Linked DNA regions of Mus musculus: region 1 is linked to region 2. A link is a contact called in public Hi-C data. All regions are on one chromosome and are shown on one strand. Each heading gives the region's core, a stretch centred on a gene start, on an enhancer-like site or on the middle of the called end of the contact. The rest is flanking DNA. Distances are from core to core; before and after follow the strand shown. Region 1 overlaps 9630002D21Rik (a long non-coding RNA gene). Region 2 has its middle 34 kb from the start of 1700083H02Rik.

What was found. Hi-C and Micro-C count contacts between places; a contact is called where the count stands out from the background.
Region 1: a contact with region 2 is called in a Hi-C map of adipose-derived mesenchymal stem cells, with 3 times the contacts expected there. The contact joins two enhancer-like sites. A contact is called at or near these places in 6 of 484 Hi-C or Micro-C datasets (adipose-derived mesenchymal stem cells, bone marrow-derived macrophages, embryonic fibroblasts and 2 more), 3 of 115 datasets of contacts at active chromatin or transcription factors (the NIH/3T3 cell line, embryonic stem cells and fibro-adipogenic progenitors) and 1 of 9 other capture datasets (embryonic stem cells).

Annotation. Positions count from the first base shown.
Region 1 is chr12:71,699,777-71,705,554 of GRCm38.p6, reverse strand. All of the region lies in intron 2 of 9630002D21Rik (a long non-coding RNA gene), which reads right to left. Among named protein-coding and RNA genes, the nearest start is that of Gm46356, 73 kb to the right of the region's middle. Within about 2 kb of position 1,839, at least 24 of the 459 cell types and tissues checked have an H3K27ac peak or open chromatin away from gene starts, as enhancers often do. A contact at or near this core is called in adipose-derived mesenchymal stem cells, where this site is marked.
Region 2 is chr12:71,415,604-71,421,040 of GRCm38.p6, reverse strand. No RefSeq gene overlaps it. Among named protein-coding and RNA genes, the nearest start is that of 1700083H02Rik, 34 kb to the right of the region's middle. Within about 2 kb of position 3,885, at least 19 of the 459 cell types and tissues checked have an H3K27ac peak or open chromatin away from gene starts, as enhancers often do. A contact at or near this core is called in adipose-derived mesenchymal stem cells, where this site is marked.

The sequences.
Region 1 (5,778 bases), core at 590-3,089, 290 kb before region 2:
TAACCATGAGCCACTTGCCATGACTCACTGATAGGGAGCATAGATGGCAGAAGGATTGTTAATAAGCCACAGGCACAGTTAAAGCAAACAAAACGATGCTCAACGGTTCCCTAAGGTTGGGCATGGTGGCACACACCTTTAATCCCATCACTCGGGAGGCAGAGGCAGGCAGATTTCTGAGTTAGAGGCCAGCCTGGTCTACAAAGTGAGTTCCAGGACAGCCAGGGCTATTCAGAGAAACCCTGTCTGAAAAAAACCAAACAAAACAAAACAAAACAAAACAAAACCCAAAAAACAAAATAACCCAAAAAACCAAAAAACCAAAAAAGACGCAGCTTAAAGATGAGTGAGGCTGAAGAGGACACAGCATCCCAACCATTCATACCCCAGTGGATCACACACTTTGTGTGCCTCTTTTTGTGTTCCTATGTAGATGTATTTGATCTAGCCTTGAATTCCTCAGCTCCAACCTATGTGTCCTGTGACAGACACTATGGATTATGGTGACAATGAGATCCTCATTAAAATGAGATGTGTTTGCTTCTCTTAAGGTGGCACAGTGTTAGAGACATAAAACACCCATGCCACACCTTCTAGTGTCCTTGGCACCCGACTCATATAACCTCTGACTTGGCTCCAGTTTCTAACTCCCTTCTGTTCTGCATACGTGCACCTGTGTTAACACCATGTTGTAATAGTAAAACCGTCATCACCATGCTTACCTACCTCTGGGATTACATCTTCATTAGGAAAAAAACATCGTTTTTCCAAAAATTAGGTTCAAGAAGCTTTCATATGCTAAAGTATGCGGTGTTTTACTTAGAATTCTAGAACAATGTGAGGATGGGCGGAGCAGAAGGGAGATAAAAGGACTGAAAATGAGGTGATAAGCATTGCAGCTGAGGGCTGAGTGGCAGGTGGGAGGGGCCACTGCAGCTGAGTGGCAGGTGGGAGGGGCCATTGCGTCTGAGTGACAGGTGGGAGGGGCCTTACACTGTGTGGAAGTCTTTACTTTTCTCTGACATTTCCATACCAATTTTATTTTATTTTTTTCAAGAAGAGAAGGAGAAGCTCTTTTAAAACCAGCAGGATATGGATGGGGACAGGGCTCAGCCGATAAGGCGTTTGCCTCACAAACACGTGGACATGAGTTTGATCCCCAGAATTTGCTTTAGAAGGAAGGTACAGTCACAGACTTGTCATCAGAGCACTGGCAAGTGAGACAGGAGGACCCTGAGTCTCACTGGTCAGCTAGCCTAGGCTAACTGATGAGCGTCATGCCACTGAGAGACTCCTTCTCAGAGGAACTGGATAGAATTTCTGAGGATGACATTCAAGGGGGTCCTAGACTCCACACATGTCCGTGTACGCACAGGAACATACACAGGAAGAAAGAAGGAAAGAAAGGAAGAAAGGAAGAAAGAAAGAAGGAAGGAAAGGAAGGAAGGAAGGAAGGAAGGAAGGAAAGGAAGGAAGGAAGGAAAGGAAGGAAGGAAGGGAAGGAAGGAAAGAAGGAAAGGAAGGAAAGAAGGAAAGGAAGGAAGGAAGAAACTTTCAAAATAATGCCTGTTAACATTTGCTGTGCATAGAGCCTTCCTCACTACTTTGTAGAGACAGACCTCTGCAAAACTGGGGAAACTGAAGGAATGTTAGGGTGTCAGCAGCCTCAAGCATAGTTTAAGATGAAGACAACAAGAAAGCTGGCGTGACAAGCACTGGTTTGAGTGTATCAGTGACTTGCAAAGCAAAATCCCGCAAGGCTGGGCAGTAATACAGCAGTACTACGTGATCAGAGCCGACTGTGATCAGATGTCCATGACTCATCGGACATTGGGCTGTACCTTACACGTGACATCACACTGAGTCTCCCTGATTGGGCTGTACCTTACACGTGACATCACACTGACTCTCCCTGAAGTGCTGCCATTATCTTATTTTATAAGTGAACAGTGACCGGGAGGGGACAAACAGCTTGCCCAACATCACCCTCTCTAAAGGATGAAGCTACATTAGAGCTAACACAGTCTCTCAATAGAGTCTGAATTCATTGACATTGTGTTTGTCTTGAAGAAAAAAAAAAGAAGTAAATTTGAATAAGTGAACTGGAAACGCCTATGAAAATTTCATAAATGAACCTGGGTCAAGTTATAGGCAGGCAGCTGATTCTGATTCTGGGAATCTGGGTGCTGTGAGGAAAGAGCAGGAGGAGACTAAGCCGGGAGGAATGAGGCTCGTGCCTGCGGTCTAAAACCTTAGGGAGGCATGTGCTGAATCATCCAATAATCAAGACACACGATTTAGTAATACACCTAGCAGTAAAAATGAAGTTATTGTGAATAAAGTAAAATGCCAAAACCTAAAATACAGAATTGGTAACTGGGCTATCCTTCATCACCCCCAAGTCTCTCTCTCTCTCTCTTTCTCTCTCTCTCTCTTTCTCTCTCTGTGTGTGTGTGTGTGTGCTCTCGAGTGCATGCGTGCGTGCACGTGCATGTATGCCTTAAGTGCAGGTGTGCATATGTCAAGCTATTTGTGTAGAAATCCCATGACAACTCTTTGAATTGGTCCTCAATCCTTGTAGGATTTGGGGATCAAACTCAAGTTGTCAGCCTTGTGCAAAAATGCATCTCTCCACTGGAGCATTTTACCAGTCCCAGCTTTTATTTGTCAACAAGATATTATGTAGCTTTCTTTATTCTTGAAGATTTTAGTGATCCTCCCCCCCCACCCCTTTTTGTGCCAAGAGACAGGACAGAAGTCCCTCCCAGGCATGACAAGAGTTTACGATTATGGGAGGTGCATAGTCTCTATCAGGGTTTCTCCCTGTCATCTCAAAATCATTCAGAAGAATACAGGTTATGTGTGATTCTATGTGTGATTCAAAACAAAGCAAGCCAAAACCCAGTCACTGGGCACGTGATTGCAAATACTTATCAAGGACACAGCCAGCTGGTGTCTGGCCACACCAGGAGTCCCTTCTGGGACATCTGTGGTTTGTACTGATGCATTCACATGGTCGAAACTCAGAGCCTTTGCTGCTGCAATGAATCTGAAAACCAACGCTCCTCCTCTGCATGTAAACATCTCTCACCTGAGAATCTTGACGAAATGCAGATACTGAAGAACTCTGGTCTACGCCGGAGGCTAGGCCTCACAAGCCCTTACTTGCTGCTGCAGCTGGCGGCTGCGACTGCAGTTGCCGCTGTGACTGCCGCTGCTATGGCAATCACACTAGAAAGAAAGCAAGATTCACTTGGGAGGTTGGTTAAGCATCCGGATTCCTGGAATGAACTGTCAGCAATTTTGATGTTGTAGTCTAGTACAGGTTTTTAAAAAAAATGTGTGTTTCACAAACGTGCCCCAGGCAAATGATTGCAGGTATCTTATGGGTCAAAGTTGATAAGCTCTCTTCTGCCACTCTGGACATCTCTTAAACTGTCTGTTCTGATAATCAGAAGATGCACTTGACTCTCTGTGAGCAACCTTCTGTCTCCAAATCTTGTGTTCATTCTCAGAACCTCTAAGGCCCTTTGCTTGAAGACAAGAGAGAAGGAGTAAGAAGAGATGGAGGGAAAGGACCACTTTCCACCTCCAGGGGGTGCTGTTCCCATCTCACGCATTCATTGATTCATTTAGGCAACATCGTCACTTAGGGATTCATGTACACTGGGCATTTGCTGCTAAAGCTTAGTTTGGGTTTGCAAACTATTAATGATTTTCCCCCCTGGTGATTGTTGTAGAAGGTTTTATCCTTCAAGTTTCCACACAGCTGATAAAATTAGAAAGAACTGGAAATGTTAACAGGATCAGGGATAAAATTGTTTTCGTAGCATGTGACAGGAAAGTTGACGTAGAAGAGCCAAACAAAGGGACTCCTTAAGAGGAAAAAGGCTACCTTTTTCACATGACAGAGTCAGCAGTCCAGGCCAGGAGGAGTCACACAACTCAAACCCCAAGCAGAAGGCAGAGCACACGCTGGGAATGAAGCCAGTCTTCTGAAAATTTGAAGTCCATGCCCAGTGGCACGCCTCCTCCAATGAGATCACGCACCGTGATCCTTCTCAAACAGTTCCAGTAACTGGGGATCAAGTATTCAAACATATGACTCTACGCAGATCATTCTCATTCGAACCACCACAACTGCTTAGTCAGCCTGTTAGCTAAGTTAGGAGTAAGGACAAGAGGAGTCAGAGAAACACGCAGGTACCACATCTGGACTATCGGGAGCCAAATGGATAAACAAACACGTATTGTCTTCATACCACATTCAAAGTACGTGAACACTAGCTTTTTCGTTTTTGATTTTCTTTTTTTTTAAATTTTTATTAGATATTTTCTTTATTTGCATTTAAATGCTATCCCGAAAGTTCCCTACACCCTCCCATGAGCACTATCTTTATATATGATCAGTAGGAAATGAGGTAAGTGATTAAACCTGATAATTCAGGCTTGTTGGGAATCATTGCCTAATGTCTAGGGAAGATGAGTTAAGCTCTATTGCCTGAATGCCCTGTATGTCAGTGTTTTCTGTTATTCCTTTATGTGTGTAGTAGAGGAAACTGTATAAAATCCTCATTCAAAAACTCAAAAGCAGTGGCTCTTGTGAACGGCTTAGTGCAAGTGGTCACCCTACAGTGCAGAACTTATTCAGGAAAGGGAAAGTTTGATCTGTTATTTTACTTGAAAGAATGAAGTTCTGCATGGTCCTTAGCAAGCTTAGCTGTATGGAAGACTTCATAGAGGTGGCGGGTACCACAGTGAACAGAACTGAAGAGTCAGGTTTGAAACATACCGAGAACAAACAATTAATTCAGAATATAGAGAATACTTAAAATATGAAACTAAAACAACATATATAAATGACTTAATAGTGGCATTAAAGAAGTAAAAAAAAACTTCTGTTATCATCCTGAAAAGCAAAACAAAAACAAAAACAGTCCTTGGCTGAATACTATCTGCTAAAGTCTGGCTCCATTTCTAAGAAAAGACTCCATAGGGTAGAAAGAGAAGAAAATCGTTTTGCTTGATTGAGAGTACCTTTCAAAAATATTTATTGCTAGAGATATTTCTGTTGTGTTAGGAGAAAGTAGAATAGGCTTTAATTACCACCAGTGCTTTATTTAAAGGAACTGACATAATAAAGTAATGAGATTTGATCAAGTAGGCATCAGCTCTGAGACCTCTGTGGTGGTACGAAAAGAAAGATATAAAACCTAGCGCATAGCTGGAGAGCTGGCTCAGTGGCAACAACAGTGCACTGCTTTTGAAGAGCTCAGTCCCCAGCACCCATTTTGGTGGCTCACAACTGCCTGTAACTCCAGATCCATGGGGTCCACTGTCTTCTTCTGGACTCTGGGAGTACTGGTACATAGAGAGCATCTAACCCCCCAAACACACACATATACAATAATTTAAAAAATAATACAAAATCCTTAAACCGAAATTAATTTTCCTCATACCAAAGGTGACTTCAGACATGGCACTAGGAGCAGGCTGATTGCATGAAGGATTTGTTCACCTCTGTTCCTATGCTCAATTCCATAAATCAGACCAATGATGAGGAAAGAATGGAGGCCAACGGCAGATGAGAGACTTTGCACACGTAGCAAGGTGAGTGGGTGAGCGATGGCTGAAGGAACAGTGAGGGGAACTTAGCCGCATGCACCCTGCAGTCCTGGAGTCAGCCTAAGAGACAAGGCTCAGAAACCGCAGTGTGAGACCACACGAGAGGCAGAGTTAAAATGGGCAGCAATAATTGACAGATTATAGGCAGAGCTT
Region 2 (5,437 bases), core at 2,636-5,135:
AACCAACCCTTCCTGGTCCATTATTCATCTTTACCCTTTTATATCACTACATTCTATCTCCCATCTCTTAAAAGATACACACACACACACACACACACACACACATACACACATATGTACACACGGCCCCTGATTGATATGGATATTCCAAATGAAATACAGATATCTAAAGAGAAAAAGCTAACATTCACAATGATAAAAAGCATACAATGTTTGTTTGTCTTTCTGGGTTAGATGTTTGTCTTTTGGGCTCTGTGTTACCACACTCAGAATGATCATTTCCAATTACATACGTTTACCTTGAAATCTCATAATTTGATTTTTTAACAGGCAAATAATATTCCACTGCATAAATATACCACTTTTCCATTATCTACTTATCAACTGATGATACAAAACTGTTCCCACTCCCTAGCAAGTCTGCAGAGAGAACAACAGACATGGGTGAGCAGGTGTCTTTATATAGGACATAGCGTCCTATGGGTAAGTACCCAGCTGTGACACACCTGGATCGTGTGGTACTTCTATTGCTAGCTTTCTGAGGGGCTTCCACACTACTCTGCAGTGAGACGCCATGGATACCCAAACATTACGGGATATTGCTGATGCCAACGGTTACTGTACTGGCTAGTTTTGTGTCAACTTGACACAGCTGGAGTTATCACAGAGAAAGGAGCTTCAGTTGAGGAAATGCCTCCATGAGATCCAACTGTAAGGCATTTTCTCAATTAGTGGTCAAGGGGGGAAAGGCCCCTTGTGGGTGGTGCCATCTCTGCGCTGGTAGTCTTAGTTCTATAAGAGAGCAGGCTGAGCAAGCCAGTAAGTAACATCCCTCCATGGCCTCTGCATCAGCTGCTGCTTCCTGACCTGTTTGAGTTCCAGTCCTGACATCCTTTGGTGATCAACAGCAATGTGGAAGTGTAAGCCGAATAAACCCTTTCCTCCTCAACTTGCTTCTTGGTCATGATGTTTGTGCAGGAATAGAAACCCTGACTAAGACAGTTACCCTCAAGAACTTAATGATAAAAACCCCGTTGCTGTAGACAACACATGCTTGAGTCATAGAACATGGAGATATCACGCTAGTCCTGACGTGGAAGCTTCATCGCTACTGAATAGCTTTCATGGTACATGAAGATGTGATGGACACCTTCATTAGTATTACACATCTGTGGACACTGCAGTATACAATAGTGACTGGTTTACCAAGACATGCCCACTAGCACAATAGTGACAAAAACATCATGTGGAGATGAAACCCATACCTGGACCCATTGTCCAGCCAAGAACTGCGGCTAGACAAGTCAGAGGCCCTAGGGGAGACTCTACTAATAATACTATCTGCTAAATGGAGATAGTATTAAATTGACTCCTAATGACTTATTTATTAAAGTGACTCCTGATATATCTCTCAACTCCCATCAGATAAACTTCCTTTTTTCAGAAGATGACAGTGATCACAGACTCATAGTTGGTTAAGGTGCACAGAATAAAAGATTCCAGAATTCTCTATCCTAAATGGAACATATGTTCTACACCCCTCCTCCCAAGGTTTAGAATCATTGCAAAAGAACGGCAGAAAGAATATAAAATCCAGAGTTGGGGGATGAGCACAAGGGAACACTGTACTCAGTGCAGGGCAGTCATGTAAATGAGTGCATCGCAGCTATCACATCACACACAGGACCTGTGCAAGCTGGAGCCCAACCAAACCCCGGCAGGGAGAAGGGAGGTAGGCATGAAGTCCCTCCCCTAGCCTAGAAGCTCTTAGTATCTGATAGCTGATTGAAGAGGGAAGCTCAGTTTGCTTTAAGAGTGTGGCCCCTACTAAACTGATTGCACTCCAGTGGGTGCCACACATTCCTGGGCAGCACAAATCGGACTTGATGAGAGTATAAAGAGAGCGAGAACGGGACAGTCTGTGGGTAGGGGAACGGGAGGTGGTTCTGGAAGGAGTTGGAGGAAGCCATAAATATGATCAAAACACATTGTACTAACTGTGTCAAAGAACGAACCAAAAAAAGCAAGTCTGTGAGGGACATGTAACCTGACACAGCAGTTTTAGTGGTCATATTTAACGGGGTTCAAAACTACTGTTTCTCCAGCAGCCCAGACGTAGGAATGATGATGACCCCACAGGTCAGTATGAGGTGACTCAACCATAAGTTAGGAAAGAAACACACACAAAAGAATTACATAACATCTTTCCAGGAAGCTGAAGATTGGAAACAGTAATATTTCTATATTAATATATTATTTAAGGTATGTTGTGCACCTCTGTTAATAAATTAGATGTTAGCTAACATTTTACTATTCCATCCGTGTGTCTAAAAGTACACTTTAGAGAAACTCAAACTGGCCAAATGCTTTTCTTGGTATTAGCTGCCATGTCTTTAATTGATGCTGTGTGCTAGTTGAGCATAATGGGACTTCACGTAAGAGCAAAGACAAATGAATCACTCGGAGCTTTTGGGGGGGGGGAGGGGAGGAGAAAGGACAGAGGCAGAGAAACCCAAAGAGGGAACTTTAAAATCAAGAGCCAGCTTTTGAAATCACTGTCAGCTGCGTTTGGACTCTGACGTACCGCCCCCAGTCCAACCCCTTTGGAACACATTATCCAGAAGGTCTTCTCAGGATGTTCTTGAAGGTCCTGGCTCTGACTCAAATCCCCTGTCCTCCAGACTCCATGCAGTGAGGCCTCCAGAGAACGTAGTGTTTTGTTTCCAGCGTCTCTGGAAGCATGAAGAGGAAGCTGGAGCTAGGAGCTGTCACAGACTGAAGAAGTCAAAACCTTACAGTAATGAAATGATGCAGGGGCGGGTCATGTGGGCCACATTTCTCATTCAGCAAAAAGTATGACAGCATCCCTTTACCCGTCTGCATTGGCATTCCCAAAAAGAGGAATTTCCTTTAAGATCTTAAAAAAGCTTGGCAGACATTTTTCTCAGGCTGGGTAGAACAAATGGTTCAGTTCCTGTTGATGGTCCAATCAAGGTAACTTTAACAATCTTAATATCCTGTGCATCGTTTGGGGTGACTGCTGGCTCAGACTTAAAGTAGACATGTGTTCACACTTTGCTGGCATTACCACCTCTACCAGAGACATCTGTACTCTCCTCCCTGACTCCATGTCATATGGTCACCATCAAAGGTCACCCCAACTGAAAATCCATTTGCAGGAAGTATGCAGACTACAAACCACACAGGAGAGGAGAGCTGTCAGGCCCAAGCACAGCACCTCCAAAGCAGGCCCCACAACCAAGAAGATGGTGACTCGGCCTCAAGACTACGCTTCCTCCTTTTTAGTTCTGTCATGTTTTAAGCCACATACACATTAATAGGTCCTAAATAGCATTCTGCATGAGATTTTTAAGCTTAAAGAGTATATAATTACCATGTTAAGTCAAAACTTGGTATGTGTCTATGTGTATGCATAGAATGTATATGTTCATGTGTGCATAGTGAATATGTACTATGTATGTATAGTATGTGTGTATTTGTTTTATATATATATGTATATATATAACATACATACATATATATCGTGTGTATGAGAGAGAGAGAAAGAGAGAGAGACTTATGAATGTGTTCATAAGTGCAGAGTGTGTAGGTAGTGTGTGTGGTGTGTATATGTATAGTACTTGTGGTACATGTATGTACAACGTGTTTGTGTGTGTGTGTGTGTGTGTGTGTGTGTGTGTGTGTGTGTGACAGGCTGATCTATGCAACTGTGTCACTTTTCACTGAGGGAGAAAGACAGCAGAGAGAACAGTAACCAGTGAGGCCCTGACTTCTGGTCTGTGGGAAACACCGTCTAAAATCTGTCCCGGCAAGAATATTCTCATGCCTGCCTCATGAGGTATTCCAACCACAAAAGCTGCAATGTGGCTCTGATTCACACAAAATGAACAAATCCTCAGCTTCTGTGTCCCATGAGGTCACCTCTAGCTGCTTGCTTAGGGTTTTAACTTCTGGAACTAACTTTTTTTTTCAGTTGCTTAGTCAAGAGAGAGAGAGAGAGAGAGAGTTTCCCTACATTAGCTGAAAACTTTAAATCATATTGTCTTTCTTATTGTTAACATTTTAGTTAATCAGGACGTCTTAACAGTTTCACGTTTTCTTCATAGTTCAACCCCCGCCTCAAGTTATCTTCCTCAAAACATCTTTGGATAAGCAGGAAGAATTAATGACATGGGCTGAGAGTTAAATCTTGGTTCAAATCTATATTCTGCCATTTATTAGCATTATGACCTTTGGTGTGTTAATTAACCTCCGTGAGAGTTATAACATCCTCCTATCAGCATTGTGATTAAGATTTAAATGATGGGAGAAGTTAAATTAATTGAATCCGGTAACTGTCGCAGAATAAATATATAAGTGGTATTTTAAAGTGTGGGTTTTTTTTTTAAATCTTTTCCATCATCACCAGATTATCCAAAACTTGAGTTTGAAAATAAGAAGTATTAACAAACACGTGTAACAACAGGAACCCCACACACACCATGTCTAACTGCAGGGGAAGTGTAGCAGATGAAAGCCACATGATCCTGAGATGATAATGTCTATGGCAGAAAAACCAGAGTATCACTCCATTTTTGAAGAGCAGGAGGAAATGAAATAAATAATATTTTATATGTATATGTTATTAAGTGTGCAAAGGAAAATAACACAAAATTCAGGAGGTGACCTAGGACTTTCAAACGGGTTGTTAAATGACAGTTTGATGACAGCGCAGGTCGTGGGAGTCGATAGTGAGGATGGTGTGCTTATTTCTTGAATGGGGATCGGTAGCCTCGTCCTATAAGGAGCAAGCGAGTAAATAGTTTAGGTTTTGTGGTTGGCTTTTCTAACGCTGTGATAGTACACCATGACCAAGATCCTTACAAAGGAAAACATTTACTTAGGGCTAACAGTTTCCGAGAATCTATGACCATTGTGGTATGGAGCAGGGAAGCAGGCAGGTACTGGAGCTGGAACCGAGAGCTTTCATCCTGACTGACCCACACACATGAGGCAAAAAGAGCTAGCTGGATGGCATGGGCTTTTAAAACCTCAAAGTTCAACCTAGGTGCCTGCTCCAACAAGGCTCTCTCTCTTAATCCTTCCCAAACAGTTCAACCAACTGGGAGTCAACTATATGAGTATTTATATGAATGAGCCCATGGGCCATTCTCATTCAAACCACCACAGTGGACCACAAGTTCTCTCACATTACTTTGTTTAGTTGTTGTTTTTTTCATAAAGCTTTTAAAATATAATAACTAGGTCACAAAAATGTCTTAGAAAATAAAAAAAATTCATTGCCAAGCTGATGACCTCTGAATTCAGTCTACAAACCACATGTGGTATAAGGAAAGAACCACACCCTGAAAGCTGTCTTCTGACCTCCACATGTGTGCCCCGGAACAGGCCACGAGACTACACACACATGCGCGCA